Linked DNA regions of Mus musculus: region 2 is linked to region 1. Evidence: chromatin contacts called from public Hi-C data. All regions are on one chromosome and are shown on one strand. The core of a region is the stretch at or near the end of the contact, and the rest is flanking DNA. Distances in the headings are between cores, read along the strand shown.

Evidence for each region. A called contact is a pair of places that touch in the nucleus more often than the background predicts.
Region 2: a contact with region 1 is called in a Hi-C map of bone marrow-derived macrophages, with 3 times the contacts expected there. The contact joins two enhancer-like sites. A contact is called at or near these places in 8 of 484 Hi-C or Micro-C datasets (the G1E-ER4 cell line, the HL-1 cell line, adipose-derived mesenchymal stem cells and 4 more) and 1 of 115 datasets of contacts at active chromatin or transcription factors (CD8 T cells).

Annotation. Positions count from the first base shown.
Region 1 is chrX:159,056,515-159,063,050 of GRCm38.p6, forward strand. No RefSeq gene overlaps it. Among named protein-coding and RNA genes, the nearest start is that of Rps6ka3, 200 kb to the right of the region's middle. Within about 2 kb of position 5,012, at least 23 of the 459 cell types and tissues checked have an H3K27ac peak or open chromatin away from gene starts, as enhancers often do. A contact at or near this core is called in bone marrow-derived macrophages, where this site is marked.
Region 2 is chrX:159,140,939-159,147,389 of GRCm38.p6, forward strand. No RefSeq gene overlaps it. Among named protein-coding and RNA genes, the nearest start is that of Rps6ka3, 110 kb to the right of the region's middle. Within about 2 kb of position 4,198, at least 27 of the 459 cell types and tissues checked have an H3K27ac peak or open chromatin away from gene starts, as enhancers often do. A contact at or near this core is called in bone marrow-derived macrophages, where this site is marked.

The DNA.
Region 1 (6,536 bases), core at 3,762-6,261:
GTCTGGACCCTAACAGGTACTCAACAAATAGTAACTAACCAGACTCTGAATTCTCCTTCTGCAGGACAACAAGGAAAGTGCATAGTCATTGAATGAAAGATACCCTTATCTCTTATGGTTACTGGACCATCTACTAGCTGTTCTCCATTCAAGAAAAAGTTATTATTTGTGCATAGTAACTAAGCATCACTGGGCCTCAAGTGTTTTCTAATATATTAGTATCTAATTCAAAGTTTGGTCTTTTTTACATAGAGGATTTTTAACTGCAGAGGAATGAGGCTCAGATCATCAGTGAGGTAGGATGACACTCAACCAACTATAAAAATCTCAAGAAGGATTAGAAAAGATCCCCCTGAAAGTCATCTAATAAATGTCAAAAGCTTTCCTCCATGTTTTAACCCTTTGAACCCAACAATTGCACATCTGGAAATTTCACCTTAGAAATAACAAAGGATGACTATGTATGAACTCACAAATATTTAGTAAAAATATAAAGAACACATGTTTTACTTGACAAGTGATATTAGAGGATAGTTCAAAGAAAAATAACAAAAAGTAATAATAACAGGAAAGAAATAGAATGGTAAGATGATATTTCCTCCCATTAATTAATCTGGCAGAATTAAAAACTTCAGTTAAATACCTATCATTGTCAGGGATTGAGAGTATGTAATAGGTACCCTTGTTTTGAGGTTACTTGCCTGAATGTATTGAAGTTATAAATGTCCATACTCTATAACACAGCTATTAGATCTTCAGGCATCTATCATATAGAAATGCACATGTACAAAATCTCCAGAAGTAGATATAAGAATACTGGTTACAATTGCCATTTATTGTTTTTAAAAATTACAAACAGAAGGTCTACAACTATTACCAGGAAAGTCTATATTATGTCATGTCAGTATTATGGAACAACTTGAATCCATTTTTTTTTTAAAAAAACAGTGTGTTGGGACTGGAGAGGTGGCCTGGTGAGTGGTGAACACTAACTACTACTTTTGTAGATGGCCTGGGTCTGATCTCCAGCATGCACATCACATAGCTTACAACCACATATGTCTCAGCTACAAAGTTTCTAATACTGTCTTCTTAACCTCCATAGGCACTTGCCTTATGTACACGAACCCAAACTCATGCAATACGCAGATAATTAAAACTAAAATCTCTCTTAACAGAAAGCAGTGTATAGATATATTGGTATGGATCAATCTAAATGGTATATTTCGTTTGTTTGTTTGTTTGATTGATTGATTTAGTTTTTCCAGACAGGGTTTCCCTGTGTAGCCTGACTGTCCCGGAACTCCTCTGTAGACCAGGCTGGTCTCGAACTTAGAAATCTGCCTGCCTCTCCTGAGTTCTGGGATTAGTGGCATGTGTCACCACTGCCTAGCTATAGTTCTAAATAGGAAAGGCAAATTGCATCATAATGTACAGTTTTGCTTAAGAAAAACTACTATAAATATCTACATATAGACTCAAATGTATATACAGAAATGTACAGAAAAAAGAGACAGGATGAATTGTTTGTGGTTCTTTGGAGAGTCAAAACAAAGAAACACTTTTATATTTTGCCAATCTTGTCTTTTTAAAAAAATATTTATTTATTTTAAACTCCAGATTTTATCCCCCTCCTGGTCCACCCTCTGACTGTTCCACATCCCATACCTCCTCTCCACTCCCCTGTCTCCACAAGGATATCCTTACCCCCACCACCACCACCAGACCTCTAAACTCCCTGGGGCCTCCAGTCTCTTGAGGGTTAGGTGCATCTTCCCTGGCAGTCCTCTGCTGTATATGTGTTGGGAGTCTCATATCAGCTGGTGTATGCTGCCTAGTTGGTGTTCCAGTATCTGAGAGATTTCCCGGGTCCAGGTTAATTGAGACTGCTGGTCCTCCTGCAGGGTCTCCCTCCTCCTGTATTCACTATTGCTGTCCTCAGACACACCAGAAGAAGGAATCAGATCCCATTAAAGATGGTTGTGAGCCACCATGTGGTTGCTGGGAATTGAACTCAGGACCTCTGGAAGAGCAGTCAGTGCTCTTGAGCCATCTCTCCAGCCCTTATTTTTGTTATATGTACTAAATACCATCAAAATTTTGCTAGTATAATGATATACAGATATCACTTAGAGGTTTTTATAAATCAACAAAAGAATGACAATTTCTTCTTCTTAAATTTTTTTTAATTTGGAAAAGATTAGCTATTGAAAAGCAGAAAAGCAAAGGAAAAGTTTTGAAAGCTAACAGTGAAAGTTCTAAGAGTGTGACTGTAGCTGATGGTTCAAAGACTAGTTGCTGACAACTTAAAGATTGCCCACTGGATGATGATCTCAGAAATCATGGGATATTCTCTTAGCAGCCAGTCTTGAGTTAATCTGTTCAGAGCCTTAAAGGAACATAAAGATAGCCACAAAGTCTTTGTCATCCTTCCCTTCCAGAAATCAGAGTTCATCTCCCCTTGGCTTAAATCAAGGCATGCTCTGTGACTTGCTTTGGACAGTAGAAGGTGGCAGAAATGACAGTGCACTGGTTTCTGAGCCATAACCCTGAGCATCAAGCCTTTGGGTGACTGGCAAGCTTCCATTCTCTGATTCCAACAAAGGCAAACTATCTTGAAACCACCACCACAGGCAGATCCAACTAGCCATATGGAGAAGCCAGGGAACAAAGAACTGAGGCACTGCATGACCCTAATATACACATGTCAGCCAGTTCTCTACACTTTCAAGCTAGCAAGCCAGAGGTCCAGATATCCTCAGGCAGACATAAGGTGTCCCAACTTTGTCTCTCCAACTCACTAATCAACAGACATCAGCACATAAAATAGCTTTTGCATTAAATTACTAAGTGTTTGGTATACAGAAATAGGTAATCAAAATTCTCTGTATGGTTGTTTTTTCTCCCCATCCTGGTGACTTGGGGATGAAGCTTCTCTGAGCACTACTGCTGTCTCTGGTGATAATATCAGAAAAACAAGTTTTCTTGCAACGTCTAATACGCATTTCAAAATAGCTGAAAGAATTTGAATGTTCTCACCACAGGAAAAAATGATAAACCTTTAAGGTGATAGACAGGCTGATGGTGTTTATTTCATCACTGCACAATGTATACATGGACCAAAATATCCTATGGTACCCCTACTATATCCAATAGCTACTTGTCCATCCAAAATCAAGTTCAAACACAGAAAAGAAAAAGCCAAACAAAACAAAACAAAACAAAAACAAATGAACCTAAGTGGGGAATGTAAGTCACCTTTAAAGACACTTCACATAATGTACCCACACACACACATCATGTCTGGAATGTTTTAAATGCAAATTGCATGTCTGTAATACTTTAAGCACCATGGAAACTGGCATGTCTGTAATGGTTTAAGCATTTTGGAGATAGCATAAAAGTGTTTCAGAATTTCACTCCCTGTTCAGGAACTGAGCAATCAAGCTGGTTGCTTTGCTGAAGAGGAACCTGCAGAAAATACCTCTCACTGGTCCCTTTCTACCTCTATTACTTTTGCTGTGGCAAGAAATATGTTTTAGGCTTGTTCCCTTGAATGCCACGTGGAACCTTCTGTTGTTCTTTGGGCTCCCTGAATCTTGGACTCAAAGGGCAAATCCTGCCCAGTGTCCTTTCTCAAGATACCAAACGCATGTTGTTTGTTTTCTTTTATCCCTTCCTGTGGTTTATCAAGCATTTCAAAAGATCTTAGAGCCAAAAAGAACCTCCATAAACATCTGGTCCAACTATCTTACACATGATGAAATAGGGGTCAAAAGGTCAAATGTTAGGCATGGAAGTCAAAAGAAAAAAAAGAAAAAAGGAAAGAAAGAAAAAATAGGTCAGCCAGCTCTCAGGTTCTGCTTCTTGTTCACTCGTCATCTGAATCAAGGTTCAGACAGCACAACAACAAACACAGCCTCTGAAGTTGAACAGAGTTCAGTTTGAAATTTAGATCTTCCACCTATGTGTTGTGTGACCCTGAGCTGTTTAACCTCTTGGTTTACTCACCCTGCCCGTTAGGGATAACATTAGCTACCTCAAACAGGGTTGGAATGATTGATGAGATAACATATGGGTCGTTTCAGCTCACAAAGTCTTTAACCTATTCTGCCCCTTAGTAGCTTTCCATTCTGATGTCATCAGCCTTGAACAAGCAACAAGATGGCTGCAGCTGCTTCAGGCATGTACACCAGGCATGCAAGAGACTGTCTCTATTTGTGGCTCTCTTAGGAGTGAAGACATTTCCTAGAAGCCTTTGAACAAGCTGTCTCAAGTCTCATCTGCCAGAGTTGGGTCATCTGTCTATTTAAGGAGACTGGGGATAACCTTCAGCCAACTAGGCTATCCCTGAATATGTAGAGAGAATTGGTTTCTCCAAAACACATGGATGGAAAGAGAGGGGGAGGAGAGAACAGCTATGTTAGAAGAGAAGGCAGAAAGCATGAGAAACAAACAGTTACAATAAATGTTTTCAATTCACTGCTGTTTTTATGAGTCAGGAAGATGATGACTCTGAATTGTCTGGTAATTCTTTAGTAGAAGTTTTAGTAGTAGGGACTGAGAGCTCTCCCCAGCCATATATTACATTCAAGGGGAGTTTCCTGACATTCTTGCTAGAGTATTTCACCACTCCTCTGGGAAATATGTCAACTTTTAGCTATTTATCCTGGGCGACTCACCCAATATGTAGCCCCCGCCCCCCCCCCAGTTGAACTTGAAGTGGATATCTGAGAATAAACTGTCTTGAGTGTGGCTTTCTCATTTATGTAGATCTTGGACATATCTCAAGTGAGCCACAATGTTTAAGGGGGAAAAGGCCAGTTGTGAACAAAACAAGCAATTGGTACCAACTGAATGGGAGTTCTATAGTCTCAAACTTAGGGCATTCATTCAGTCAAGATCCATCCATTTACTTACTCAAAAGTATTTCTAGGCACACAGATGAGGCCTTCCTCAATTCAAAGCAGAACTTGTCATGTATTTAGCAAACATTTGCAGAGCAGTTTCCATGTGGTAGGCATTGTGCAATGTGCTTTACAAATATTAACTCACTTAATATCATTTAGTTCTAGAGAAGTCCCAATGTCCTGCAGTCATATGTGTTTCACCAAAGCCCTGCATGATTTATTCTCTTGGCAAACCACCAAACAAGATCCAGAATTCAGGAACAGATCAAACTTAGCCTAGCAATCCTTTGTCCCATTCTTTTATTAGAAACAACCTATGCCTAAATTACCCAGCCATGCCTATACAACCCAATCTTACTACAGCCTGCAATTCCTTGAGGAGAAGTCTGGATTGTTCAAAACTTATTATAGAACATAAATCCTTTTGTAACCCCTCTTTTTTCTGTTGTGGCAGATTATAATCTTCCTTAAAATGCAGGGAACTTTCTGCATTGGGTTTAGGAAGGCCAAAGGGCATTGGCTGGCTTTGCTTTTTCAGCATCCTTAATCTTCCTGTTGGTATTTTAAAATAACAGGTCAGTCATGTAAATTATAAACTGTACAGTGTAAAAGTCCCTGTGATGTGCTGCCATTTGCAAGAAGATGGGGTTCCTAACAGCCAAGAAATCCTAAGATGTCTCCTTGCATTTCATGTGACAGTAATTAGCATCTAAGTTCTGACATGTTTATTCCCACAGCTGAGAGGATGACATTTCTAACAGGTTCCAGCAGAGAGCCATTACTGTTTGCAATATACAGTTCCTATTTTCAATATGGAAGCATGAAGCTTTCAAAGTGGAAAAGCAGAGACTTTACGATGATTTTCTCCACTAACAACAAGGGATAAGACTTTTATGGGGGATATACAGTCAACAGCCCCATGCTCTTACAAAAAACCAATTCACACTTTCATAGACATGATCAGGCAAAGTACCAATGGCTGCTTTTTTTTTCTTCTACATTTTATTCTCCTCTTTCTTTTTAAACTTAAAGTATACCATACTAATAATAAACCAGTAAAAAATAACTGTTCCTTGAGTTTTGGGATACTCCAGAAAATTCTGTTAAATTGAAAGGAATGTTGCTTATTCGAAAACATATGGTTTGCCAGCAATAAATCGCCTTTTCATTAAACAGACTATTACAAATAAGCACTCCTTTATAAAATGTCAAATGGAGATTAATTTTTCTCCTTTTAAACTGTCTACATAAATGCTTCTGAGATGTTGATATGCATAAAATTTGCTCAAACACAAAGTCCTCCTTTCCAGCCATATGAATTTGATTCAGTAGGTTTGGGGTGAAGCCCAAGTTTCTTCAGCTCTAACAAGTCCCCAGTGGCTGCTGCAATTCAGCTGGAAGCCACCCATGACATAGTTCTGGTCTGTGCTTGTAACCTAGTCAGTAAAAGTAGGAACTTCCCTGTGAGGGATTCCTATCTCAGAGTAAAGAAAGATACAAAAATAAAAATACCAACTCCGGCTCTGGAGATTGCTCCCCTTTGTAAAGTGTTTGTCATATAAGCATGCAAACCTGAGTTCAGATCTAGCCATGGTGGTGTGCATCTGTAATCCCAGTGCTGGGTGG
Region 2 (6,451 bases), core at 2,948-5,447, 84 kb after region 1:
TTGCAGACAAAGCTAAGAAATTGCAAACTAGTAACTCTGAAGCAAGGACTCCACACCAATGCGAATGATTGAACTTGTTGACAGTATTTGGACTAAATAAAATAAATAAATGAAGGCTTCAATTTCCTTTCAACTACTGCAGCAGAGTACCTTCTGAGTCTTTTTTCCCCTGAATATATTTTTAAAATTAAATCTACCTCCTTATACCTCTACTTGACTGACTTATCATTGCTTCATCAGCTTATTTGAAGCAACAAAACCTTTTTGAGTAAACATGCGCCTCAAACTACTATGTCCAGGAATGTATATGCTCTACAATGTGCCAAGTTCTCCAGCATCTCCCTTTCATCGGGGAAAATGTCAGCTTTACCTCTTCCAAGTACAAAGGTGGCCACATGGAAGCTTTCAGCTTTATAAGACTTAACAGAAGAAAATTAATTAGGAGTTCCTCAACCTGCCCTGAAACTATTATCAGATTTTGCAGTACTAGAGATCAAACCCAGGGGATGGTACATAATACACTATACCACAGGGAATACATCCTTATCCCTTGGCTGGTTAGTTGGTTTTTAAGACAGGATTTCACTCTATAACCCATTCTGCCTCAAACCCTCCCTCCTCAGCCTCCCAATTGCTGGGATGATAAATAAAACCCAACTCACTCTGCTTCTAATCCTTGATTTCTTCAGACGGGATCTTCCTGTGTATGCCAACTAGTCTACCTTTGAACTTGCTGTGAAGTTCAGGCTAGCCTCAAACTCTCAATTCTTCTGCCTCAACTCCAGAGACTTAAACACACACACACACACACACACACACACACACACACACACACACACACACAGCCAAACATGGCTCTATCAAATCTTAACATATCTCTGGCTTATATGATTAAAAGAACAAAAGAACCTAGGCAATAGAAGTACCATTTTATGTTTTGAAATATATATATTTTTAACTGTTGGCTCTGCCTCTTTCCATGTGATCATAAAAGATGAAGCATTGAAGAACAACATTTACAGGAAAAGAAACTGAGGCCCAGAAAGATTATCTCAGCTTCACACATTGATTCCAGTGCTAGTCTTGAATTTTTCACTGCAATCCTCTTTAGCCTGCCACATGCTGCCTTGGAATATTCTCATTTCAACTGGCCTTTTTCTCATTCCAGACTTTCCCCAGACCTTCTAACTGATCAATGAGAAAACTGACTACCAGTTCCCTAGAAGAGCCATCTTCCAAAGTTCGAATGGGCTCCTATTTGCTTCTCCTAATGATACTTAAACAGCACCAAGCTAGTGTTGACTTTCCAGTTTGTCAGATAACAAATTGAGTCACTTCTGTGTTCCATGTGGCTGGGACATGCAGTTGCTGACTAATGGGATATTCTACAGAGGAGGAAGCAATTATGGCCCAAGTCAAAGGAGAAAATACTGATTTGTTTCATACAACCCTGCCTATTCTTAGCAAATCGCTATAACAAACCAATGAGAATTCTCCATATCTCTGGCTGTTGGTTGTCAGTTACACAACTTTTTAAAAATTCATTTATTTCTGTGTATGGACATGGCATATGCATGTGTGAGGGTCAAAGGATAACCAGTGTGCTTCAGTTCTCTCCTTCCACCTGTCGGGCCTAGGTTCAAACTCAGGTCATTAGGTTTGGCAGCAAGTGACTTTACCTGCTGAACCATCTTGCTGACCTATCAATTGTACATCTAATATATATATGTGTGTGTGTGTGTGTGTGTGTGTATGTGTATATGTATATGTATATGTATGCACATATATATAATATACATATATATCTAATATATATATACATGCATACATACATATTAGGGTCAGTGAGATGACTAAGTAGATAAAGTGCTTGCCACAAAAGCTTCAGGAGCTAAGTTCAGATCCTTAGCACCCACACAAAAAGCAGAGTTCAGTGAATACTGACACTAAGAAGGGAGGTCTCTGGAATTTGCTAGTCAGCCAGGCTAGCCAAATTACTGAGCTCCAGGTTCAGCAAGATAGAGAAGAGTTGTGGTAGACGCTGGAAAATGGACATTGACCTCTGACCTATGCATGCCCTCTCATGCATATGTGAACACACACAGGTACACACACCCATCCACCACCACCACCCCCACACACACCATAAAAATAAAAAAGGACATGCAAGCATAATTACCTTAAAGTACACAAGGAAATTAAAAGCAGACTATCCGGTCCAAATTTTTTACACTCCCCGAAGCAGTTTCTTCCTTTGTAGAGCAGGCATACTACTCCAAGGAGTTGCCCACGTGTAAAATATTGCCTCATGCTGGGTTTTCATCAGGAAAAACAAACACAGCCATGTTTCCTCATGTGTAAAAGTCAAGTGCGATGAGAAGTGTGTGGTAGAGCAATGAGAAGAAGGCCTGCACAATCTGAGACATAGAGCAAGTTTCTTGAATACTTGGGCATGGAATGGAGATAGAAAACCCTGGGGTCATCGCCATCACTACTGAGGGTGTGGTGCCAGGCAGCCCCTAGCTGTGAGTTCCTCAAGGACACTCTCAGCTCTAAAGGGCTCCTATGCTCCACAGCACATGCCTTCCTGGTTAGCCAACAAAGTGAAAAGGCAGGGACATAAAATCATGACCGCTTAGGTTCAACAGTTGACAGGTTTGATGTGTCACCCTAGTCACATAGGTCCCCATCCTCCCACCTCTGACTACTCCCGCTGTTGTCTCCTCCTTCCCATAGGTGCTGGCCCCCAAGACACATGTAATAAAAACGTCCACATAGCAAACCTTCAGGCTGGCTTCCTGGGGGCAGCCCACCTCCCATACAAAGACACTGGAGTAAAGAAATATTTGGAACTTGAGGTTTAAAATCATTTGTAGTTCTGACTGGACCCATTATTATTAAGATATGCATTAAACACCAGAAATTCAGAACAACTTTCAAAAGCTAACTTAAAAACTAATACAACTGGTAATTGAGATAAGGCTAGGAAATTAGATACTGAGAAAAGTGGTTATTTGTAACAAAAAGAGTGGATATAAGCCTTACTTCCCATATCTGATTATTTTCTGATATTTTTGAGTTTACATGTATCTTTTTATAGAAGAAAAAATAAGGAAATATGGATATTTACCTCATTTCTACTTAATGGGGTTTTAAAAGTAATTTCAAATGAAAACTTTTCATACTTTTGAGAAAAAATACAAAAATATAAAAAAAAGTTAAAACCATATGCCTCCAACACTCAGAGTAAGTAATTTTATTATTTGTGAAATTAACCTTTCACAAAGTAGCCAGTCCCTGAAGAATGACATCTGAGGTTGCCCTCCAGGCTCTGCATACATGTGCACACATATATGTAACCACACATTAGCGTACCCACAAAAAGGAAAAGGCCCAAAGTAACGTTTTGTCCATTTGTTAAAATTCATGTGCATTAGATGGAGGAGCACTCAAAGTCCCACCTCTACCTGAGGAGCTATTGGCTTGATGGCTACTGAGGGAGGGAAAACCACTTTCTTTGAAGGATGGTCACTGGTAGGTAGCACATGCTCCAGTGGATGTTTCTATATTCATACACATAGGGGCCAAGTAGACTTAGTGGAGTATCAAAAAGAAAAGACATGAAGTTAGAAAGGGGATATAAAAAGCACCTAAGAGGAACCAGAGTCAGGGAGTTAGATATGATTAAAGATATTATTAAAGGACATTGTATATACCTATGAAAATCTCAAATAATAAATAAAAATACTATTGTTGGAAAATTGACAGGCATGCTATCTTAAGCTTTAGTGTTTGAATTCAAGTAGCCAGAACAAATGTCTGTGGGCTACTGAATCATTAGTATCTAAAAGGGAAGTCTGGAGACTTATAAGCTAGACAAGTGAGAGGAAAGCTAAGCAATGGGGAACATAGCCAAGTTATGAAAGGGAAACCGACTTAAGATGTCTCTACTGATCCAAATTTCCCTGCACATTGGCTACTTCCGACCCTGGCCTCTCAAGCAGTGCTATTACAGTCACAAATATTTACTTGATACTTCCTAAATTTTGGTATCATTTTCTCAAGATTCAAAATCATTCTAATGGCCCGCCAATTCACACTCTAGATACCTTTTGCAGAAATAAAATACAGTCTCTCCCTCAAATCATAAACTGTAAGAGTATCAGTTGTGAAGCTATTTTCCCACAACATCAAGCCCAATCTCTTTATCATACTTTGTCAGGCTGAAGCTGAGATTCTATAACCCAAAATTTTCTTGCACTACCATCTCCTATATTGACCCTGTCAATGGAAAATTCTAGAAGCAAACTGGAAGTCTAGAAGTCTGGAAAAGAAATCAAGGTCAATTCTTCCTTGTATTTACTTCCTCTGGTTGTCAGATTAGTTTGGCAATACTTCTTCACCCCGGAGGTGGTGACTCATGCCAGCAGTAGCAGTAGATTCAAGATTGCAATCTTCCCAACACTTGCAGAACGAGATCATCACGCCTCCTTTAAGCTCAAAGACACTAGTGCCAGCCAATCAGCTCTCACTTTCCTCAGAGGTTCAAGTGCATGACTCATGGGGGCCTTTCCTTCAAGCCTTTACGTTTTAAAAATTCCAAACCTTCCCTTTGATTTTCTGTTGCTCTGGGTGTGTCCTTTTTGAATGCTTGGGGTGAAAACCAGGACATTGCTTGCGCTAGGCAAGATCTCTGCCACCAAGTCACATGCCCGGCAGTGGGTGTTTTACCTGCACTTATATCTGCGCACCATGTGGTGACCTGGTACCCACTGAGGCCAAGGGAAGGCACTGGGTTCTTGACTCTAGAGTTAAGGATTGCTGTAAACCAAGTTGGTACTGGTAACCAAACCTGGGTTCTCTACAAAATCAGGAAGTGTTATTAACTGCAGAGCCAACTTTCCAGCCCTGTAGCTTTGGGGTTTTGAGACAGGGTCTTGCTATGTATAATCTACACTGACCTCAAATTCAGGATTATCATGTCTCCACCTCCAAAGTGCTGGAATTACAGGTATGTGCCACTACGCCAGGTTTTTAGTGTCTCTTTTCTGCTTTCAGGTTTCTAGTACCTAGTTAACAATGTGGCTCACACTGTTGGGGTTCACAACCATCTCTAATTCTGACCTCTGTGGGCACCACGTGCTCACATGATGTACAGGCATACATGCACGCAAAAAAGCTCTACACATAAAAGGTAAATTCAAAGCATCACCACTTATAACAGCATACAATATGAAGCACTTGTGGATAAATTGGACAAATTTGTGCAGTGGATGTACACTGAAAACTATATGTTAAAGATGGGCCAAGTGGCTGGGAAGACACACCATACATGGAACTGAAAACTGAATCTTGTTAACATGTGGTTTTCCCCATATTGGTGTATATATTTGATGCACTAACAATCAAAATCCAAACAACCCCTTCTCTTTTAGAATCTGGTGAGCTGATCCCAAAATTTCTATGGAAATGGAAAGGACTTAGTAAGAAAACAAAGTCAGAATAATTACACTATAATTTTAGACTTCCTATGAAAGCCACTGTCATAGTTAGGGTTTTGCTGCTATGAAGGTAAGTCTTACAAGGACAACATTTAATTGGGGCTGCTTACAGGTTCAGGGGTTCAGTCCATTATCATCAAAGAAGGAACATGGCAGCATCCAGGCAGGCGAGAGTTCTACATCTTGTTCCAAAGGCAAACAGGAAAAGACTGGCTTCCAAGCAGCTGGGCTGAGGGTCTTAACACCCACACCCACAGTGACACACTTCCTCCAACAAGGCCACACCTACTCCAACAAGGCCACACCTCCTAATAGTGCTGTTCCTCGAACCAAGCATATTTAAACTACCACAGCCACTGTCCAAGATACTTCTCTATCAACTAGATATAAGCTAGAGTCATCAGAGAGGAGGGAACCTCTGTGGAGAAAATGCCTCCATAAGATTGAGCTGTAAACAAGCCTGTGGGGCATTTTCTTAATTAGTGATTGATGTGGGAAGGCCCAGCCCATTGTGGGTGGTGCTATCCTCTGGCTGGTAGCCCTGGTTTTTTAAGAAAACAGGCTGAGCAAGCCATGAGGAACAATTCAACAAGCAGGACTCCTCCTTGGCCTCTCCAAGGAACCTGTCTTCAGGTTCCTCCTCTGAATTCTTGTGCTTACTTTCTTCAGTGATGGGCTATGATGTGAAAGTATAAGGCAAATCAACCCTCTCCTTCCCAAGTAGCTTTGGTCATAGAGTCTCATCACAACAATAGAAACCCTAAGATAGTCACAAAAAAAAATCAAAACTAAATGAACGGTATTGGCAAAAGCCAATTAACATATAGGCAATGAAACTGAATAAAATGTCCATAAGTACATGAATTTTAGTAAATGATTGTTGTTGGTGTATGAGACTGAGTCTTGCTCTGTAGCACACGCTGGCCATAAACTTATGGTCCTCCTGCCCC